2 separate regions of the Sus scrofa genome follow, and region 1 is linked to region 2. The links are chromatin contacts, called in public HiChIP or PLAC-seq maps. All regions are on one chromosome and are shown on one strand. The core of a region is the stretch at or near the end of the contact, and the rest is flanking DNA. Distances in the headings are between cores, read along the strand shown.

Evidence for each region. HiChIP or PLAC-seq counts read pairs in DNA pulled down with a chosen protein or histone mark.
Region 1: an H3K27ac HiChIP or PLAC-seq map of alveolar macrophages shows a contact between it and region 2. The contact joins two enhancer-like sites. A contact is called at or near these places in 1 of 47 Hi-C or Micro-C datasets (embryonic fibroblasts) and 1 of 2 datasets of contacts at active chromatin or transcription factors (alveolar macrophages).

The regions. Positions count from the first base shown.
Region 1 is chr11:49,067,856-49,072,583 of Sscrofa11.1, forward strand. All of the region lies in intron 3 of LOC110255830 (a long non-coding RNA gene), which reads right to left. Among named protein-coding and RNA genes, the nearest start is that of ACOD1, 6.9 kb to the right of the region's middle. Within about 2 kb of position 1,911, at least 1 of the 83 cell types and tissues checked has an H3K27ac peak or open chromatin away from gene starts, as enhancers often do. A contact at or near this core is called in alveolar macrophages, where this site is marked.
Region 2 is chr11:47,576,563-47,581,620 of Sscrofa11.1, forward strand. It overlaps TBC1D4 (TBC1 domain family member 4), which reads right to left. Exons shown (of 20, transcript XM_021065670.1): 12 at 1,234-1,394. Among named protein-coding and RNA genes, the nearest start is that of TBC1D4, 180 kb to the right of the region's middle. Within about 2 kb of position 2,924, at least 1 of the 83 cell types and tissues checked has an H3K27ac peak or open chromatin away from gene starts, as enhancers often do. A contact at or near this core is called in alveolar macrophages, where this site is marked.

The sequences.
Region 1 (4,728 bases), core at 661-3,160, 1.5 Mb after region 2:
GCTGATGTTGAAGTCTTGATTTTGAACAGCAGTCTGGAGCAGAATTCCTTCCTCCTTGAGTGATCTCAGTTTTTTTCTCTTAAGGCTTCCAACTGATTGGCTGAGGCCCATTATGGAGGGTAAACTGCTTTACTCAAAGTCCACTGACTTAAATGTTATCACATCTGAAAAATACCTCCTAAGCAACATCTAGATTGGTGTTTGACCAAACTACTGGATACCATAGCCAAGTTGACACATAACATTAACCACCATAGGTTTTTTGTTGGTTTTTTTTGTTTGTTTGTTTTGTCTTTTTAGGGCCACACCCACGGCATATGGAGGTTCCTAGGCTAGGGGTTGAATCAGAGCTGCATCTGCCAGCCTACACCACAGGCACAGCAATGCCTGATCCAAGCTGCATCTGTGACCTACACCACAGCTCACGGTAACACCGGATCCTTAGCCTACAGAGCAAGGCCAGGGATTGAACCTGTGTCCTCACGGGTACTAGTCAGATTCCTTTCCTCTGAGCCATGATGGGAATTCCAACCATTATAGGTTTATAGTGCATTATGTCCCACAGACCCAGATAGAGCTGTTTCCAGATTCCCCTCCATCCTAATCATCTCGCCCCCAAAACCACCTCCACCATCTCTCTCTCTCACACACACACACACACAGTTTTTTATCATTGAAAAAAGTGCAGGATGTTTTCTAAAATAATCTGTTGCCTGTGAACTCTTCCCTATAATTCTTTACCACCAGACTTGCTAACCTTGGTAGGAAGCTTCCAGAGGAGGGAGATGCAAATAAATTTTCAAGGCCTTTTGGATTCCCTCAGAAAACTCAGATCAGAAGGCACACCTACCTAGAGGCGTTAGTGATTCCTTGGCTGGAAAAGAAGGCAGGTGGGAAAGAAGGAAGGAGGGAGGGAGGGAAGGGGGGAGGGTGAGAAATTAAGCCCACTGGCCTCCAAATCCCCCTCCTACTACTCTTGCCAATTTCTTTTTTTTTTTTTTTTTTTTTTTTTGTCTTTTTGCTATTTCTTGGGCCGCTCCCGCAGCATATGGAGGTTCCCAGGCTAGGGGTCCAATTGGAGCTGTAGCCACCAGCCTACGCCAGAGCCACAGCAACACGGGATCCGAGCCCTGTCTGCAACCTACACCACAGCTCATGGCAACGCCGAATCGTCAACCCACTGAGCAAGGCCAGGGATCAAACCCACAACCTCATGGTTCCTAGTCGGATTTATTAACCACTGCGCCACGACAGGAACTCCCCTACTCTTCCCAATTTTTGCCAGTAGGAAGACTCCACTCCCACCACAGAGCAAGCCATAAAAACATGAGGTCCAAGACTTGCCCTTTCCTTGGTGGCAGGGAGAAGCTGAGAAAGAGAAGCTGGCTCTCATGGGCCCCTGAGCCAGACTTCCCTCCCCCTACCCTGTTATCTGAATCCCTTCACCAAAGCCCAAGGCCTGCTTGTTCTGTGGAACTTGCTGAGCACTTTTCTCCCCTCCACACAGAAGACTCTTGATTTTGACCATTCCTTTTCCCATTTTTCACCCATCTGAGAACAAGACAAATTTAAGTTGGTGGAAAAAAAGAATACCACTGATTCAGAAATGATGCTATAATCAGAGAGTATTAAAACCTTTGCAAATTAGATTTTGTTATGTTAAACTGCAGAAAAAGGAGACTGTGCTTTGTGAATTACAGAGGGAGGAAGGAAAGGAGCAAGGCTAAGAATTCCACAAAGCAGAACCTAAGTAGTCATAAGGAAAATACCAAGTGTCAGAAAAATCAGAAGAGGTAATGTTAATTCTAAATATTTTTCCAACAATGTTTTGAGGAAATACTAAGATGTTGAAATGCATGGCTAATGTGTATATTTTGAATGAATCATGACAGCTATTTCAACTGACAGGAATTTTTCTCTCACTGAAACATGACGACAGTGAGTTCCCCTATTTGTTGTCATGCTGCTGACACCCAGAGTCCATGTTTTTTTCATGTAGTAAACTTGGAGGGTACAGAGCTCATCCATCCCCCCCGACTGACAAGGCTGATGTGTTTGGAGCCTAAAATGTAAAACCCAGGGATGTCTGATCACCCTGTGCTATAAGGTACCATCATGTCTTCATAGAGCAAATGCTAAAAGGCCAACGACATAAAGGTCATTTATGGAAAGCAAAATACGAATATAGTCAAATGCATCTAGTAGAGCATCTGGTGGATGCAGGCATCTGGGTACCAGGGAGATAGGAGATTTCCTGGGGCAAGGACAGTGGCTCTTCCACAGTCTGGGCAAAGCAGCTCTCAGCCTGCTCCTCTGCTATGACCATCGCTAATTTGCCTTCTTGACAGAGAAAAAGGGCTTGAGTAGCAGACTCTATGGAATTCTAATCAATGTAAATTAACAAATTAGCATTCTGGGAGTTCCCGTCGTGGCGCAGTGGTTAACGAATCCAACTAGGAACCATGAGGTTGCGGGTTCCATCCCTGCCCTTGCTCAGTGGGTTAACGATCCGGCGTTGCCCTGAGCTGTGGTGTAGGTCGCAGACGCGGCTCGGATCCCGCATTGCTGTGGCTCTGGCGTAGGCTGGTGGCTACGGCTCCGATTCGACCCCTAGCCTGGGAACCTCCATATGCCGCCAAAGCGGCCCAAGAAATGGCAAAAAGACAAAAATAAATAAATAAGTAAAAAAACAAAAAACAAACAAAAAAAAACAAATTAGTATTCTGATTGACTCTTTGTTCTCAAATTATTTGGGTTAGTGAGAGTCAGTCCCCAAGACTCTAGTCAACTTTGGATGCATCGATAAAAATCAAGACCTGCAAAACTGATAGCCAGTCCTATGAATGTGCTCAGTACCAATAGGGGCCCATAGCTGATGGTTCTGTGAGGCCCAGCCTCAACTTTCAGTTGGTATCTCTTTGTTCTCTCTCTTCCTGCTAATTTCATAAAGTTAAGTTTTAGAATTCTAGTTTATCAGCCAGGAAGAATATGTGCAAATGAAAGACAGGGGATAAAATCATTGAGACATCAGTAAAATATCCTGCTTAATGTTCTATGCTTAATGGAATAGAGCAGTCAAAGCCACATGGAACATGAAAAATAAGTAAAAAAAAAAAAAATAAAAGTCAATGATGATAATTCTTGGGAGAAGATCATCACACCTTATAAGCCAAGACAAATAATGTGCAGCACACTCGTGGTCCCCGAGTTTGTGGTCCCCCTCTGTTGACTAAGTGATCACACAGATCCCACAAGACCCCACCACCCCCACCATGACTGATTAGCCCAGCAACGGACATTGATCCAAGGAAAGCAATCTAGAGCCCGCCAGTGGTCTGGTGGTGATTTAATCCAAAATTTCTACTGAAGTGAGATGTCAGTGAAAAAACTTGAAGTTCTCTCTGTAGGTTCTGTGGCCTATATATATATTTTTTTAATCTTTAAACTATAATATGCAAGCATGGCTGACCATGTTAGCCCTGTTTTTACACCCTGACCAGTACCTCTCACCTAAGCTGAGTTTAAGAGCTTCCTTAAGATCTGACCAGGGAGGAGGCCCCTTGGTCTCCAAGCCTAAGGGTCATCATCTAGATTGGGGGATTGAGGGACAGACGAGCATCCACCGCAGACAGAGTGATACTGCCGTCAAGAGTCATGTCCCAATAACTGTGACCAGTCTGATTCACCTGGAATTCATAATGAATAAACATAAGGAAAACCAAGAGCATGAAGGAAAGGTACCAGATGATGAAGTATTGTGAATGATTCCAGAAGAAACAGGAAAAAATGTTCTAATTTTAAAGTAATTTTCTCATAGAAAATTAAATTACAGTATTCATAAAAGTAGAAGATGCTATTATGGAAAACATTAACCAGAGAACAAAGAAAATTAAAATAATAAAAATAAAAATACGTTCTAATAAAATAAAAAACAATTCTTGCCAAAATAAGAAACTCATTTAAAGAGTTGAATAGCAGAACAGGCACAACTGAAGACCAAATTAGTGATTAGGAGACCAAGTTATGCAATCCTATCAGAGCATTAAACAGAAATGTAAAAACGTGGAAATTACAAGAATCAAGTGGCAACGCAGAGGATAAAGGCAAGAGAAATAATGTCTACCCAATATGTGCTCAGAAGGAGAACAGACAGGGAACTGAATCAAGAAAACAATAGAAGAAAATTTCCTTAAGCTGAAGAAAGACTGTATCATCTAAAAAGAGCCTCTGGTGTGAAATGAAATGGGAATATCAAATGGCTGCTGAAATGCTTAACCACATTCCTTTCAAGATCCAAGACAATTCTATAAATAAAGCTTCAAAAGAAGAGGAATTATCTAGAATCTATTCTGTCTGCTAAATGTGCAGACACACTTCCTGCATGGAATATTTTTTAAATGTCTGCCATTTCTCAAATGTCTCATTTCTTCAAATAAGGCAACCACCCTTTTATTCTTTTTGCCAACATTCAATGTGGGGCAATATGGCCAGTGGATAATCACTCAGTATTTGCTAGTTAACTGACAGACTATCTGTGCTGATAAGGACAGCTACAAACAATCCTTTTCTTCGAGCTAGAGTGCCTGAAAGCATAAAGTATAATTGGAACCAGCAGAACACATTCTCAGAACTTAGCAAAGTGTAGGTTCTTCTGTCTTGGTGCAGAGAGAATTCATCGTCGAGAGGCAGAGAGACAGGTAAGCAAAGAGTTTATTAGTATAGGATGCT
Region 2 (5,058 bases), core at 1,674-4,173:
CTTCTTTCTGGTTTCTAGGAACACAGGTTTCAGTCTCCAAACACAAGTAATTTTTTAGTTGTCCTCTAATTCTTCCTCCCTTCCTTTTCCAGTGTGATTACAGAATACTGTATAAATAATCAGGATTGTCAGCAATTTATTCAAAACTCGTTATAGCTAAGTACATAACTAATTTTTAATTCTCCCATGTGTGCTAAAAATGAATGAATGTTCTCAATAAGTGGCGAGGTTCTATATAAATGTCTGATCAAGCTTATGCAACTGTGTTTTTCAAATACGATTCCTCTATATTTTATTTCCAGAGAGGAATATGTTAAAATCTCCCAGGAGAGCTATTTACTTATTCATTCATTTCTCCCCACAATTCTATAGAGTGTTATTTTCTAGCTCTCAAAGCTGTATAATTATGGGTGTTCTCGTCATTCTTAAATCTTTTTTGTTTATTCTTATATTTACTTTGCCCTTTTGGGCATTTTGCTTTAATTTCTTATTGGTCTAATGAGCAAAGGCAGCTGCTAGTGCTCTCTTTTTGCATATTTCTCTAGTGAATCTGGATCCATTTCTTTACTGTTCAACATTTCTACCTTCCTCTGTTCTGAGTGACTCGTAAAAAAAAAAAAAATGTTGCTTTTCTGATAATAAAAAGATCTATGACGTCTTTTCTAGCATTACGCTGGCTTCCCATACATTAGGGAGCAGGCCTCTTCCTCTTCACAGGTTTGGGGAAATCATATATTCACTCATTCATTTAATCGTTTGTTCACTCTTTTTTTTTTCTTTTGGTCTGTCTTTTTAGGGCCACACCCGCAGCATACGGAGGTTCCCAGGCTAGGGGTCCAGTCAGAGCTATAGCCGCCGGCCTACACCAGAGCCACAGCAACACCAGATCTGAGCCTCATCTGCAACCTACACCAAAGCTCACGGCAATGCCAGATCCTTAACCCACTGAAGGAGGCCAGGGATCGAACCCGCAACCTCATGGTTCCTAGTCAGATTCATTTCCGCTGTACCACGATGAGAATTCCTGTTTATTCATTCTTCACTCAACAAGCGTTTGCTGAATATCTGATAGGTTTTAATGATATCCGAGAGGTTAACCACTATATTGGATATAAAAAGAGAAATTATTTCTCCACTGCAACCACTTTAACATCTTTATACTAAAGCACCGAATTCCATCCCCTAATTTATGCTGCCAGGAAGGGAAAACCGTTTCCTGAGTACCACACGGACCCTGCTGCTGCATTGCTGACGGAGATTTGTTCATGGGCGAGGCAACCCTAAGAAAGATGCGCTGTCGCCAGGAAATTCGGCGAGGAGTGACGGGGGTTCCTCCAGTGTTTAGCGACTCATTGCTGCAGGTGGATGAGGTCCTTTTCCTCCCCTCTCCATCGCTGTAGGAAAGCACAAAAATATACAGCTTGTAAGGGGAACTGTATCACATGATCCTTCACAACCAAATGGTAGCACAAGCCATTCACAAGTTCCAGGACGGGCAAGCACAAGCCACAGGCACCATGGAGCACTGCATCCCTGGTCACCCAGGCCACCGCATCCTGGGACAGATGCGGTCCAGGCCACAGCTCAGTCATCAGAAGCTCACCTGTTTCTACTCATTCCACAGCAGCCCACCACTCCAAGTTCTAACCTGAGCAAAAGTAGTATTTATACAAAGGAGTGAAGGCTGGAGTTCCCGTAGTGGCACAGTGGTTAACGAATCTGACTAGGAACCATGAGGTTGCAGGTTCGATCCCTGGCCTTGCTCAGTGGGTTAAGGATCTGGCATTGCCATGAGCTGTGGTGTAGGTCACAGACGCAGCTCGGATCGCAAGTTGCTGTGGCTCTGGCGTCGGCCAGCAGCTACAGCTCCGATTGGACCCCTAGCCTGGGAACCTCCATATGCCGAGGGAGCGGCCCTAGAAAAGGCAAAAAAAAAGAAAAAAAGAAAAAAAAATGAGTAAAGGCTGATTAACTAATGAATCCATGCTTTGCTAAAAAAACCTAAAATTAGTAGTATATTCAAAACAATGTAAATATTTCAAGAAAGGCTCCTGAGGAGCTTTTCGTATAGCTCTTTTGGGATGGGCTAACAAGATAGCTTCTAGTCTTCTGTAACTGTTAACCATCTCCAAAGTGTTACCTACCCATAGCTGAATCACGACAGAAAGAAACCTGAACAAAGGCAGAATGGTCAACCTTGGGATTATTATTTCTGTTTTCTGGCTGCACCTGCATCATGCAGAAGTTCTCGGGCCAGGGATTTAACCCACGCCACAGCAGCGACCTGAGCCACTGCACTGTCAGTGTCAGATCCTTAACCTGCTGAGCCACACAGGAACTCCAACCATGGGATTATTGTGAGGTGATATATTAAAGAAAAAAGTGTGGCCAATAAGATTGGATAGGTTACATTTTAAAATATTAAACACAAAGTTTTTAATGGCTGTTGTGGCTCAGTGGGTTAGGGACCCAACCTTGTCTCTGTGACATATGGGTTTGTGCCCTGGCCTCACTCAGTGGGTTAAGAATCTGGCCTTGCTGCAAGTTGCAGCATAGATCTCACATGCAGCTTGGATCTGGTGTTGCTGTGGCTGTTGTGTAGGCCTCATCTGCAGCTCTCAACTGACCCCTAGCCTGAGAACTTCCAGATGCTGCAGGGGAAGCTGTAAAAATAAAAAATAAAATAAAATAAAATAATTAAACAGATTTCTTTAGAGCAAGACTACCTAGAGATTGTAATACGCTGGCATGTATTGTGACTCTCCAAAGGGAAATAGTATACAGAAATTTCCTAACTTAAATTATTTGACCCCAGAATCACCTTCCTTTTTTTTTTTTTTTTTTTTTTTCAGAAGGGTTGGCAGTTGGGGATGTCACATCTTTCTATGTTAGTGCTTTGTAAAACAAACATGCAGAAATGCTGCTCTGCTCTAAGAATTTCATTTCTAGGAAAGAGCACTCTAAATGACACTGGGGCTATCTGCAAGAAAAGGTCATTGGGGGAGAAAAAAAAAAAGGTCATTATGACTCAAACTTACTTTTGAAACCAACACTATCAGCAGTCAAAATACCATGCAATGACTATTGCTACTTGTGGTGGGAATATTTTACCCTTTGTAAATTTTGTTTGTTTGTTTTTCTTTTTAGAGCTGTACCTGCAGCATATGGAAGCTACTGGTCTAGGGGTCAAATCAGAGCTGCTGCTGAGGCCTATACAACAGCCACAGCAGTGCTAGATCCAAGCTGCATCTGTGACCCATGCCACAGCTCGCAGCAATGCCAGATCCTTAATTCACTGAATGAGGCCAGGGATCAAACCTGAATCCTCAAGGACACTATGCTGGGTTCTTTTAAGTTTTAAAGCCTTTGAGCTTTCCTGAGAGAATGATGAAGATAATATTTACAGGAGATGACACCAATGAGTGAAGGCACAGAACTTCTGATGGAGCCAGGAAGTGTTCGTAGTTAGGGCAGAAGTGAAATTCAGCTGGAAAAGCCATAGCCCTGCTCAGGTACCCAGAGGAACTCACTAGGGCGGAGGCAACCAAAAGTCAGAAAAGCAATTCAGCCCTCGTCTGTGATATGTTTATTTATTTTGTGTATCCACACTCACAGTTATCAGGTAATTCAGTTATTTCTAATCTTGGTATTTTCTGAAACTACTGCTTTGGGGTTAGCTAAATTAAGGTTAAGAAAAAGACATACTGGGAGCTCCTTCATGGCTCAGTGGTTAACAAACCTGACTAGGATCCATGAGGATAAGGGTTTGATCCCTGGCCTCGATCAGTGGGTAAAGGATCTGGTGTTGCCGTGAACTGTGGTATAGGTCAAAGACGCAGCTTGGATCTGGCATTGCTATGGCTCTGGCATAGGCTGGCAGCTACAGCTCCAACTGGACCCCTAGCCTGGGAACTTCCATATGCCACAGGTGCGGCCCTGAAAAGCAAAGAAAGAAGGAAAGAAGGAAGGAAGGAAGGGAGGGAGGGGGGAGGGAGGGAGGGAGGAAGGAAAGAAAGACAGACAGAGAAAGAAAGAGAAAGAAAGAAAGAAAGAAAGAAAGAAAGAAAGAAAGAAAGAAAGAAAGAAAGGGACATACCTTTGAGCTACTAAACAGACAGCAAGTGACATGCTCTATTATGATGCTTCAGAAAGTAGCTGATACACACATTCCAATATAGTCAAACCCACTTTGTTATGTATCCTGGATAAAGTTCTAACCCTCACATGTGTCCACGGTTCAAAACTCTGCAATACTGAATGAGTATGTCCACCTTCGCTTCCACTTTGGAAACCATTAACTCAAATATTTCCCTTTTGGGAACTATGACTCAAACATCCTATATATAATAGTTATACCCTAAAAAACACTCTTAATGTATCTTCATATGTGTAACACTACCTCACTGGCAGTTGTGTGCTAAATGCCTAACTCGAGGGTATATTTATTTCTAGCTTCTAGTGTAGTAACTGGCAATTAATAGTAAGCACTCAACACATAACCATGTAAATTAATATTGTAGGAGTTCCTGTTATGGCTCAGTAGAAATGAACTCAACTAGTATCCATGAGGATACAGGTTCGATCCCTGGCCTCACTCAGTGGGTTACGAATCTGGTGTCACTGTGAGCTTCCGTGTAGGTCACAGAGGCGGCTGGCATCTGGCGTTGCTATGTCTATGGCATGAGTGAGCAGCTACAGCTCCAATGAGACCCCTAGCCTGGGACCTTCCATATGCCGCACCTACAGCCCTAAAAATTGAGTAATTAATATTGTACAACCACAAAAACATTCACTCAGAAGGTTAAGTAAAATGAACAAAAAATATTGTCCAGGCTAACATGTTGGAAATAAATTTTTAAATCTACCTTCTTGAAACTCTTTTGTTGGTAATCACAATTTTTAAATTTTTCTGGCAAAAAGTTCTAATAGCTCCAATCCCCAAAAGCACAGGCTGAGATGGTGCTGGCGCTGGGAGGTACTGACAGAGACAGTACTGGTGATCAACAGCGTAAGGTGTCTTTCTTCCAGTTAAGTAACACATCTACATAAGGGTATCTA